2 separate regions of the Sus scrofa genome follow, and region 2 is linked to region 1. Evidence: chromatin contacts called from public Hi-C data. All regions are on one chromosome and are shown on one strand. Each heading gives the region's core, a stretch centred on a gene start, on an enhancer-like site or on the middle of the called end of the contact. The rest is flanking DNA. Distances are from core to core; before and after follow the strand shown.

Region 1 (5,079 bases), core at 667-3,166:
GGTCTCCTCATCTATAAAGAAGGGAGAAAAGCCATACTGACTTCACAGGGGCGACAGCGATGGTGAAACGCAACAAGTGCTTTTGACAGCAGGGAGGCCCCCAAGAAACGCCAGCCACCATCGTTAGTATCTGCACCTTCTCAGGCTCGGGAGCACAGACACAAACCCCCCAACCCCCTATGGACCCCCCCCTCCATGGGCACACGCAGATTCCCTGAGACCTCCATAGGCGTGCGCGCACGCGCACACACACACACACACACACACGCGTGTGCGCACGCATGTCCCTACTGGCCCGGGAAGGCTGATTAATTGGCAGATTGGGATAACCCTAAAGGCTTAGTCCTGCAGGAGGTGGGAGTCAGGGGGGACCCAGCTCCATCTCCAGCCCTCACCAAGGAAAACGCCAAGGCTTCCTGCCCTGCCAGAACTGCTTGTTCTTGCACCCACCCCCACTCTCTGCTGGCCTTGGCCTCCACCCCCCTCCCCAGTAGCCCTTGGGAGTCCTCAGAAGGCTCTGGGTGAAACCCCAGGCAGCCTGGGGGGGGGGGTGAGGCGAGGGAGAGCAAAGGAGGGATCCCAGCACCTGCTCCCTCTCCAAGGATTCCGGGGGAGGGAGGGGCGCAGAGGACAAAGCGGGGGAGGGGGAGAGAGAAGGAACAGTATGGAGAAGCAGAAGAGGCCCATAAAAAAGGAGGAGAAAGACAGGGATTAGCCAAAGGCAACAAAACAAGCCTCCTAACCCCACTGCAGAGGGCCTGCGGGGGGGGGGGCCCACACCATGGTGCCTCGGAATGGGGGGTGGAAGACAGACTGGGAGCTAGAGCGGCTGGGAAAGGGGGTCGAGAAGACACGAAGGCTGGGGATAAAGAGGGGGTGCCGCGGGTGGGCGCTGGGACAGAAAGGAGGCTACAGAGGGGCATGTGGGGAAAGAGAAAAATGGACACTGTGGGGTGGGAGCTGGGGCAGAGTGACGGGCCAGCGTGCCTGCAGGAGGGACAGAGGCCTGCGGGATAGCTTGGGGATCCAGGGAGGACCCCAGAAAAGCCAGCAGGGTGACAAGGGGGCCAACGAAAGCAGAGAAGAACCTGCAGCTCCGGGGAAGAGTCCTGAGCAGGTCGAGGGGGGCGGCTAGGGGGTCCAGTACAGGGCTTGGAAAAGCAAACAGGGATGGGGAAGTCCTAGGGAGCCGGGGAGGAGCGTAGAACGGCCTTGAGGAAAGAGCCTGGGCTCCAAGGAAGGGCCTGGGTAGGCGGTGAGAGTGCAGGGGAAGGGCCTGAGGTCCAGAGGGAAACTGGGGGAAGCAGACAGGGGCCTGCGCAAGACGGCGGTGGGGGGGCTCCAGCGGCCTGGGTAGGCGGTGAGAGTGCAGGGGAAGGGCCTGAGGACCAGAGGGCAACTGGGGAAGCAGACAGGCTCCTGGGGAAGACTGGGGGCTCCAGGGAAGGACTTGGCTAGGCGGTGAGAGTGCAGGGGAAAAGCCTCAAGTCCAGGAAGGGGAGGAAGAGTCAGCGCAGAGGGCGAGCTGAGGGTCCAGGGAAGGGCCTGGAGCGCGAGAGCGGGGCCGGGGGAAGGCCCGGGGCTGCGGAGAGGGCCCCGGGTGAAGAAGCACGGGGAAGGGGCTAGGCGCAGCGAGCACCCTGAGGCTCGCCGAAGGGCGGGGAGACGTGGGCGCCTGGACACGAGGAAGGGCCGGGTGGGGCGGGGACAGTCGGGGCTAGGGACGACCCGAAGCCAAGGCAGCGCGGGGCGGGGGCCGAGAAGGGGCTCAGAGGTCGGGCCCCGCGCCGCCCCTCACCCGCTTCTCCTCCTCCTCCTCCTCTGGCGCCCGCGCCGCCGATGCCACCACCTCCCACTGCCTCTTCCAGCTCTCGTCAGACACGGTCGCCGCGCCTCCAGTCGGCCCCGCCGGGCCTGCCCCGCCACGGCCACCGTGTCCTCCCATTGGCCAAGGTGGCCGCCACTCTTCAGTTGCTACGAAGCTCGCGCCACTCCTATTGGCCAAGATCCGCTCTGGCCCTCCCCGCCCGCCCCCGGCAGTGCCCCTACAAAACCCCGCCACGCCCGCCTTGCCGTCAAGCGCCGCCAACTGCGTCCAGTGGACGCCACTGCTGTCCTTCATCTGCTACCATGGAGACGTATCCCCGCCCACAACCCGAAATCGACGCCCTCATTGGGCAAAAGCGCCGTCCCTCCCGGCAAAACTCCGGTTTGGGTCGGGTTATTCGGGTCCTAGGGGAAAGAGGGCGGGTTCCGCCGGCTTCAGAGCCCGCGTGTGATTGGCCGGCCTTGGAACGACTCGTCCTTCCATTGGTTCAGGTCTCCGCCCGTCACCTTAGAGTCGCGACCTGCCTATTCTCTTTCTCTGGTGAAGCCTTTCGCCACCGGAGGGAGAAAGCAGGGGCAGGCGGGAGGGGGGTGAATGCGCGCGCACCTCCGTCGCCACGCCGGGAGAGGACCCTGGTTGCCAAGGCGACAAAACTTTATTGACAGCCCTGCCGGATACAAAGGACTCTTCAATCTCTCTTCCTCCCTTTTGGACCCCAAATACCCTGTTTAATTTTGAGTATCCACATTAACACTCTGTGAGTGAACAGGTCAGAAAGAGGGCGATGGAGAGGTGGGGGTTTTGGAGGAAGCCCTGGCTCGTGGGGCGCTCCCATGGGGCACCCCCCTCCCCTAATTGGAATCACCCCCCTGCAGCAACCCTAGAGGCAAACATAATTAGCAATGCATCATAATTAAGCCCGGAATAATAAGTTCCACAGTTGGATCAGAAGGTCTTTGTTTTGCTGACTGCCATATATCCTGTGCGTTTGGAACAATGTGGGGCGCAGAGTAGGTACTTCGTGTATTTGTCCTGGAGTCAATCAATGTATGACGCTGGTTTCTGCGTCCCTTCGCTGTGTGACGTTGGAGAAATGGTTTGCCCTCTCTGGGCCTCAGGCTCACATCTATAAAACAAGAACCACACTGGTCCCTCTTTGAAGCGTCCAACTTAACACTCTCCTAAGTGTCCTTCATCCGTTCGTCCAGGCTCCCACCCTCTGTTCTTACTATTCCTTCTGCAACTGGGACGACTCCTGGAACTGAGACACCCCTAACCCAGACACCCCCTCCCATAAGGATGGCTACAGCTCCGGAGGAGAGAAGAAGCCTCACCCAGAGCAGGGGAGCCAGCAAGCTGAAAGGACCCTATAAAAAGCTCGGCTCTTCGGGAAAGTTCTATGTACCAGTATATCTGAACGTTGAAAGTGCAGCCCATCTATCAGCGGGTGTACATCCTAGAGAAACTAAAAAATGTGAACAAAAATATAAGCACACTAATGCTTGCAAGAGTGATGTTTGTAACGGTGAAAAACTAGAGACGGCTTAAATGTCCATCACATAGGGCATGAATAAATGGATCCTGGCATAGTTTCACAGGGAAGCACCATACAGCCGTGAAAGTGGTTGAACTAGCACTCCATATATCAACCTGGACGACCCCAAAGCATGCTGCTAGTTGCAGAAGTCTTATGTAGTCGAATGCAGGAAGTTTTAAAACGCATAAAGCAGGGTTTGCGTGTGACACGTGTAATTCCGCGCAAAAGTGCATGGGTACAGCTAAGCGACCGGGGCAGGAGCAAGGGCTGCGGATAGCCCTAGTAGCGACCCCTAGGGGCGGAGGGGAAGGCATGCAATCAGGGAAGCTCCTCGGATCTATGTGTAATTTGTTTTGTTAAGCCTGAGGTGGAAGCCGTGAGTTCTGTATATTCACTGTTCTTTTTCGACGTTTCAAAAATATTTCGAAATGCAAATAAAATTTTGACTCATCAATGCCACTTCCAGGGGTTTATTCTAGAGAAATAACTGGACAAGTGTTAAAATATTTATATTTAAAGATGTTCGTGGATTTCCCTCGTGCCACACAGCGGGTTGGGGATCCTGCGTTGTCACTGCCACGGCTTGGGTCCCTGCTGTGGAACCAGTTCGATCTCTGACACCGGAACTTCCACACGCCTCGGCCCAGCCAAATAAAGAAAAATAAATTTAAAAAATTTAAAAATTAGTCATTTTTAAATCAAAAAAAAGTTTCCGCCTTGTTGAAAAGCAGAAAAATAGGAAAAACTGAAATGGTCAACTGTAGATTCGTTGAATTACAAGATGGAAAAACTGCAGTACCTAACAGTTAACTGAGCTCTTAGGATACCAGTTACTTTGCACATAGAACTGTGAGAAAGAGGCTCTTTTTATCCTCGTTTTACAGAAGCGCAGAGTGAGGCTTACAGAGGGGGTGTTACTGGCCATCAGACTACAGAAGCCGTACTCTCAACCCTGGGGCTTCACAGCCCACATAGAATCCTGCAGGTTCTTGACCAATAAATGGCTTCATAAGAGGAAACTTGGAAGGAGTTCCTGCAGTGGCTCAGCTGAAAGGAATCTGACTAGCATCCATGAAGACCCAGGTTCCATCCCTGGCCTTGCTCGGTGGGTTAAGGATGCAGCGTTGTCACTGCTGTAGCTCTGATCACTGCTGTGGCACAGGTTTGATCCCTAGCCCAGTAACTTCTGCATGCCACAGGCATGTGCAGAAAAAAAAAAAAAAAAAGGGAAATAGGTATATCTATATAAATGATGGGGGAAGGACGTGGAGAAAAGGGAACTGTATGCACTGTTGGTGGGAATGTGAACTGGTGTACCTGGTATGAAAACCGGTATGGATTTTCCTCAAAAACTTAGAAATAGTATTATCATATGTTCCAGCAGTCCCACTCCTGGATCTATACCGAAAGCAAATTAAGTCACTACCACAAAGAGGTATCTGCACTTCCAAGTTTTTTGCAGCATGATTCACAAAAAACAAGACATGGACACAACCTAAATGTCCATGGACAGGTGAATGGATGGAGAGGGACAATGTGGCATATGCATGCCATGCGATAGTCCTCATCTATGAAGGAAGAGGAAAGCCGGTCATTTGCAACAACATGGATGAACCGGGAAGACATCCTGCTAAGTGAGATGAGACAGACACAGAAATATAAATACCGCATGACCTCACTTAAATGTGGAATCCAAAACACAGGCAAAATCCTA
Region 2 (5,079 bases), core at 774-3,273, 85 kb before region 1:
AGGCTGGGGGGCCGGGTGTGCAGAGAGGGGGTGGCCTAAGGTGGTCCTGTGGCCTCCTGGGAGAAGGTGATTTTAGAGTTGGGTGAAGATGGGAGGGAGCCAGGCAGGTGGGAAAGAACAGTCCAGCAGGGACCCTGTAGATGGGAGCCCTTTGACCCTTTCCCATCCACCCTTCTCCATTCTGGCATCAAGTCCAGCCTCTACACCTACCACCAGAGTGGCCTTCCTAGTACCCGTATCTGACCAGGTAGCCCCATAGTTTCACACCCTTGGCCTGAACTTGAGAGTCTCAGCCCTCTGTGGTCTGCCTCTTCCCTTCCTCTTAGTTCACTTCTGTTGAGCGTTTATTGAACACCTACTATATGCCGGCCACTGTGCCAGGTCCAGGGGCAATGGTAAAAGATAATCCATCTTCAATTTCACCTTGTGGCCTAGAGGTGGGGGCAGGGTGGGGAATGTGTGGAGTATGTGAGAAAAAAGATGGAGGCTGGCACCAGGAAGGACCCTCCTGGGGATGGCCTTAAAGTGAAGACCTGAGGAGTTCCCGCTGTGGTGCAATGGGCTCAGCGGTGTCTCCTGAGGCAAGTTAGTCCCTAGCTCTGCGCAGTGGGTTAAAGGATCCGGTGTTGCTCCAGCTACATTTGAATCTGATCCCTGACCTGGGAACTCCATATGCCACAGGGCAGCCAAAAAAGAAAAGAAAGAAAAAGCGAAGGGTTGAAAGGGGAGGTGCCAGTCATCCAAAAAGTTTTCCTGGCGGAGGAAACAGCTAAGGCAAAGGCCTGGAAGTGGGACTGAACTTGACTTACTCAGGGAACCATAGCAGGGCATGTGAGTGCTTGGTGAGTGTAGGAGCAGGGAGGCAAGGAAGAGTCTTCCCAAAGACGTTGCTGGGGATGGGAAGAGGCAGCCGTGGGGGTTCTACAAAGGGGAGCTGGATACGGTCAGATCTGGGATTGAGCCTGGGTGGCCAATGGATTTATGGCAGGAGGGAGGGAAACCAGGGTGGAGGCAGCAAGGGTACAGGCTTTGCTTATTTCTGTTTTTTATTTTCTGAAGGTCAGCATGACAGGCATTGCTGATGGGTGCAGCGCATGAGAAGGCAGTGCAAGAGAGGCTCAAGCTGTCTACTGATGTGGCTGGGGTTGGGGACAATGAGGCTGAGAGGTCAAGTTTGTGAGTCCAGACTTGAGGGGCAAGGTGTGGGCTGGATCTGAGTTGAGGGCTAGGAGAGGTGAGATTACTTAATAAGGAACAGGTGTAGGCTAGAAGCCCCAGGACAGTCTGTCACCCTTAGTGGTCCAAGCCAGCAAGGTGGACAAGCTGACAGGTGATCAGGAGCTAACACTGATGGCTAAGATGAAAGGGAGGCCCCAGGAAAAGTTTTGAGAAGAGGGAGTGTTTGGTTTGGCCAGTTGCTGCCAAGAAGGGAGATGAAAATGGAGACCTAACCCCTTGGATCTGACCCCTCCTTCTTTCTCCCTACAGATCCAAAAGATCATCAAGGAGCCTACCCCAGACAGCGGGCTGCTGGGCCTCTTCCATGGCCAGAACCCCCTCTTCCGCTGAACTCCCCACCCTGCCTGGAGGGGAGATGTCCCCCTTGTCACTGGGACCTTGGCGGAAGTGCTCTCCCCCCATTCTTGGATCCCAAGAGTGGTGCAGTCCACCGGGAGTACCGCCCCGTCAGGAGGGAGCTGGGTGCTGCCTTTCCATTGGACAGAAACTCCCGGAAATGCAAATGAGATTCTTGAAAGCCGGGCATGGATTGGCTGAGCCAAGCCAGAGGTGGGGCTCGGCCCCGGGCCACTTCAAGGTGTGGAAAGGGGAGGGGGTGGGAGTGTCACAGACTGTGTGGGACCTGGGCTCCGGGAATAAACATTGATGTGACTGTGGACTAAACCATTCTGGGGTATTGGGGGTATCCCGGGGGCGACCGGGGGTTGCAGGCGGCGGGTGGGGGAAGTGGGGTCCCCAGCAGATGGGGAGGGGGAGGTGCCTCTTCTCAACTACCAGCCGGTGCGAGGCAAAGGCGAGGGCTGCCCCCTGTCACATCTGCACTGAAGCGGGCGCGCATCTGCACAGAAAAGAACTGCCGCCCCGGGTCGCCCAACACTCTGCCTACCGGCCGCCCCCCGTCGGCGCGCGCGCGCACACGCCCAGCCCGGTTGGCTCGCAGACACGCGCTTGCTCTGCCTCCCCCGGCCGGCCCCCACGCCGCCACCACCCCCGACTCCCCCAGGGTCCCGCATCCGGAAAGTGAGGTGAGCAGTGACCGCACCCTGGTGCGGAGGGGGAAACTGCGGCACGAGGGACTTGGGGACGGGGAGGAAGGAAGAGACAGTCTTGCGGATGAATAGATGAATGGATGGGAAGGACGGACAGCTTCATCTGAGTGGTCCCTGGTCCCCTAAGACGCAGGAGCCAGGGGATCCACATGAGGGCTCCCAGAATTCTGTAGCCCCCTTGGAAATCTGGGAGTCGGGACTCTAGGTACCCTCCCCCCAGTCAAGGGCCCTCAGCCTCTAAAGATGCTCAGTCTCCCTCTCAACCTTGGGGGCCCAAGGAGGCAATTTCTTAAGTCCTCCAGGGACCCAGGCGTCAGAGCTCTCATCCAGACCGACTCCTTTGGGTAACCAGAGCCCCACCAACCGTGGATCCCAGACCCCTCCCAGAAAGCCCCGTCACCAGACCCCGGACCCCGGCGCCAGAGGGCCCAGTACCCCCTTCTCTCTCGGTAGGGACCTAGAAGTCCCAGCCTCCCCCCTCTGGCAGGAACGCTTGGGACAGGGTGCCGGCGCCCCCGGCCCCCGTCTTCCGGATCCAGGTGTCCCCCCTTCTCATCCCCCAGCTTGAAGCTTCGCGCTCGCGTCGCCATGGCAACAGGAGTCTATTTTGCGCTGAGAACACACAGCTCTCGCCGCAGCGCCCCCCCACCCCGCCCCTCCAACCGAGCTGAGTGAGAGTGGGGGACCCGGGAGGGAGATTGGGTGTCCGGGGTCGGGGGGGAGACACGGAGACACTCAGGGGACAGGGATCTGTAGACAGCAAACCTGACACACAGAGACATGCAGTCAAAGAGGTAGAGAGAGAGAGAGGGATGAGGAGGCCAGGGGAAGACACAGGATGTAGAGAGATGGGGCAGAGGGAAGGAGGGAATGCCGGCACACAGAAAACGGATTCAGGAAAGGGGACAGCAAGAGACGGAGACGTGGGACAGAGACTCAGACGCAAAGATGCGCTGAGACACGTAAAGAGACAGACACCATTAGGGATGAGAGACCTGCCGGCTAACCAAGGGAGGGGAAGTGGGAGGCGAGGTCCCGGGAGCAGGGAAGAAAGGGAGACACAGAGACTCCCAGAGACAGAGACCCAAGAAGACAGGAAGGCCCAGGGACCTGCGCAGGCCGTGGGGAGTGCGGGGAGGCTCCGCATCCCTCCCTCGATCCCCGCCTCCCGAATGGCGAGCCGGGGGCGGCGCCGGGTCCCCCGATTCTGCCTCTGCGTCCCGGAACTGGGATGCCCGCCCCCCACCCGAACCCCTCCCCTTCTTCCTCCGCCTTCCCGGTCCCTCCTGTCCGCCCCCTCTAGAACCTATATCGCGCCTTCAACTGCCCGCTTCCCACACCCTTACCCCAAACCCATCCTCACCCTGCTATTTCCAGGAGGCCCTCAGCCCCCACCCCGCCACCAACTGCGGACCCCTCTCCAGCCCCCAGCTGCTAAGATCTGGGCTTCTGACTTTTTCTGGGTCTCCTTCCCTCCGCAGCCCTCTGCTCTCCCTCTCTGGTTCTCTTTCCCTCTCTCTGTCTTTCCAACTGTGAACCCCAGTTCTCTGGGTCTTGCCTCTCCTCTGAGTATTTGTATCCCCCATCATATCTTGCCCTCTGGGTCTCTGCCCTCCGAGGTCTCTGTCCTCTTTTCCTTGGGTATCTATACGCCCTTCTCTCCATCTCTATCCCCTCTCTCTGAGTGTCTGTCCCCCTCTCTCTGGATGTCTTTCCCCCTCTCTATGGGTCCCTGACCCCCCTCTCTGGGTCTCTATCCCCCCCCCTGGATGTCTGTCCCCCTCTCTGGGTCCCTGTCCCCCTCTCTGGGTCTCTGTCCCCCTATCTCTGGGTCTTTATCCCCCCCCCGGATGTCTGTCCCCCTCTCTGGGTCCCTGTCCCACTCTCTGGGTCCCTGACCCTCTCTCTGGGTCCCTGCCCGCCCCGGTCCCTGTTCCCCTCTCTGGGTGTCTGTCCCCCTCTCTCTGGGTCCCTGTCCCCCCCCCCCGGGTCCCTGTCCCTCTCTCTGGGTCCCTGTCCCTCTCTCTGGGTCCCTGTTCCCCTCTCTTTGGGCCTCTACCCTCTGCCCAAGGCTTTCTCTCCCTGTCCTCCCAGGTCCCACCCTCTCTCAGACTCTGTTGCCAGGCATCTCAGAAGGCAACCCTTGCCCCCACAGCCCAACTGACAGGGTTGGGAGGGGCTGGGGCTGGGGGTGGAGTGTGGGGCACAGTGCTGTGCAGGGGAGCAGGTGGAGAAGGAGGTTCTCCAGGAACACAGGGACCGGGTGGGGTCTGCTCTGGGACCCCTCCTCACACTGACTCCCCTAATCTCTGTCCCTGCATATGATACGGTCAGGTCCTGGGCTGGGGTGGTGGCAAAGCCAGACCTCTGGCCCTGAGCTGCAGTGTGGGTGTGGTGCAGGGGGCAGGAACTTGGGGCTGGGAGCATCCCTCTCCAGCTGAAGGAGGAGCATGCCTTCCTGTGTGTGACAGCGGGATGAGGGTGGGGTGGGCAAGGCTGTCTGGGTGTGTCTGCTAAAGGGTCACAAATCTGTTTCCAGACTCTCCACCCCTGGGCACACACTGGTGCGTGTGCCTATGAGGCTGCGTGACTGTGGGCTGTGATATCTGCCACTGCATGTCCACCTGCAGCTGACCGGGGCAGGTCCCTGGCCGTGTTCCGGAGCTGTGTGTGCAGTCCCAGCGTATCGGTGTCTGAGGTTGTGTATGGGTCTTGTGCGCTGTGGGTGGGAATGCAGAAATGCATGGCTGTGTGTCCTTGTGGAGTTGTGTGTGTGTTGGGAGGAGGCTCA

The links. Hi-C and Micro-C count contacts between places; a contact is called where the count stands out from the background.
Region 2: a Hi-C map of liver shows a contact between it and region 1, with 4 times the contacts expected there. The contact joins the promoter of SHISA7 here to the promoter of KMT5C in region 1. A contact is called at or near these places in 1 of 5 promoter capture datasets (liver), 4 of 47 Hi-C or Micro-C datasets (heart right ventricle, liver, retroperitoneal adipose tissue and 1 more) and 1 of 2 datasets of contacts at active chromatin or transcription factors (alveolar macrophages).

Annotation. Positions count from the first base shown.
Region 1 is chr6:59,513,895-59,518,973 of Sscrofa11.1, reverse strand. It overlaps KMT5C (histone-lysine N-methyltransferase KMT5C), which reads right to left and starts at 1,916. Exons shown (of 9, transcript XM_021095006.1): 1 at 1,799-1,916; 2 at 1-11. The coding sequence starts at 11.
Region 2 is chr6:59,598,923-59,604,001 of Sscrofa11.1, reverse strand. SHISA7 (protein shisa-7) reads left to right here and starts at 2,023. Exons shown (of 5, transcript XM_021095036.1): 1 at 2,023-2,264. It overlaps ISOC2 (isochorismatase domain-containing protein 2), which reads left to right. Exons shown (of 6, transcript XM_021095040.1): 6 at 1,489-1,902. The coding sequence ends at 1,569.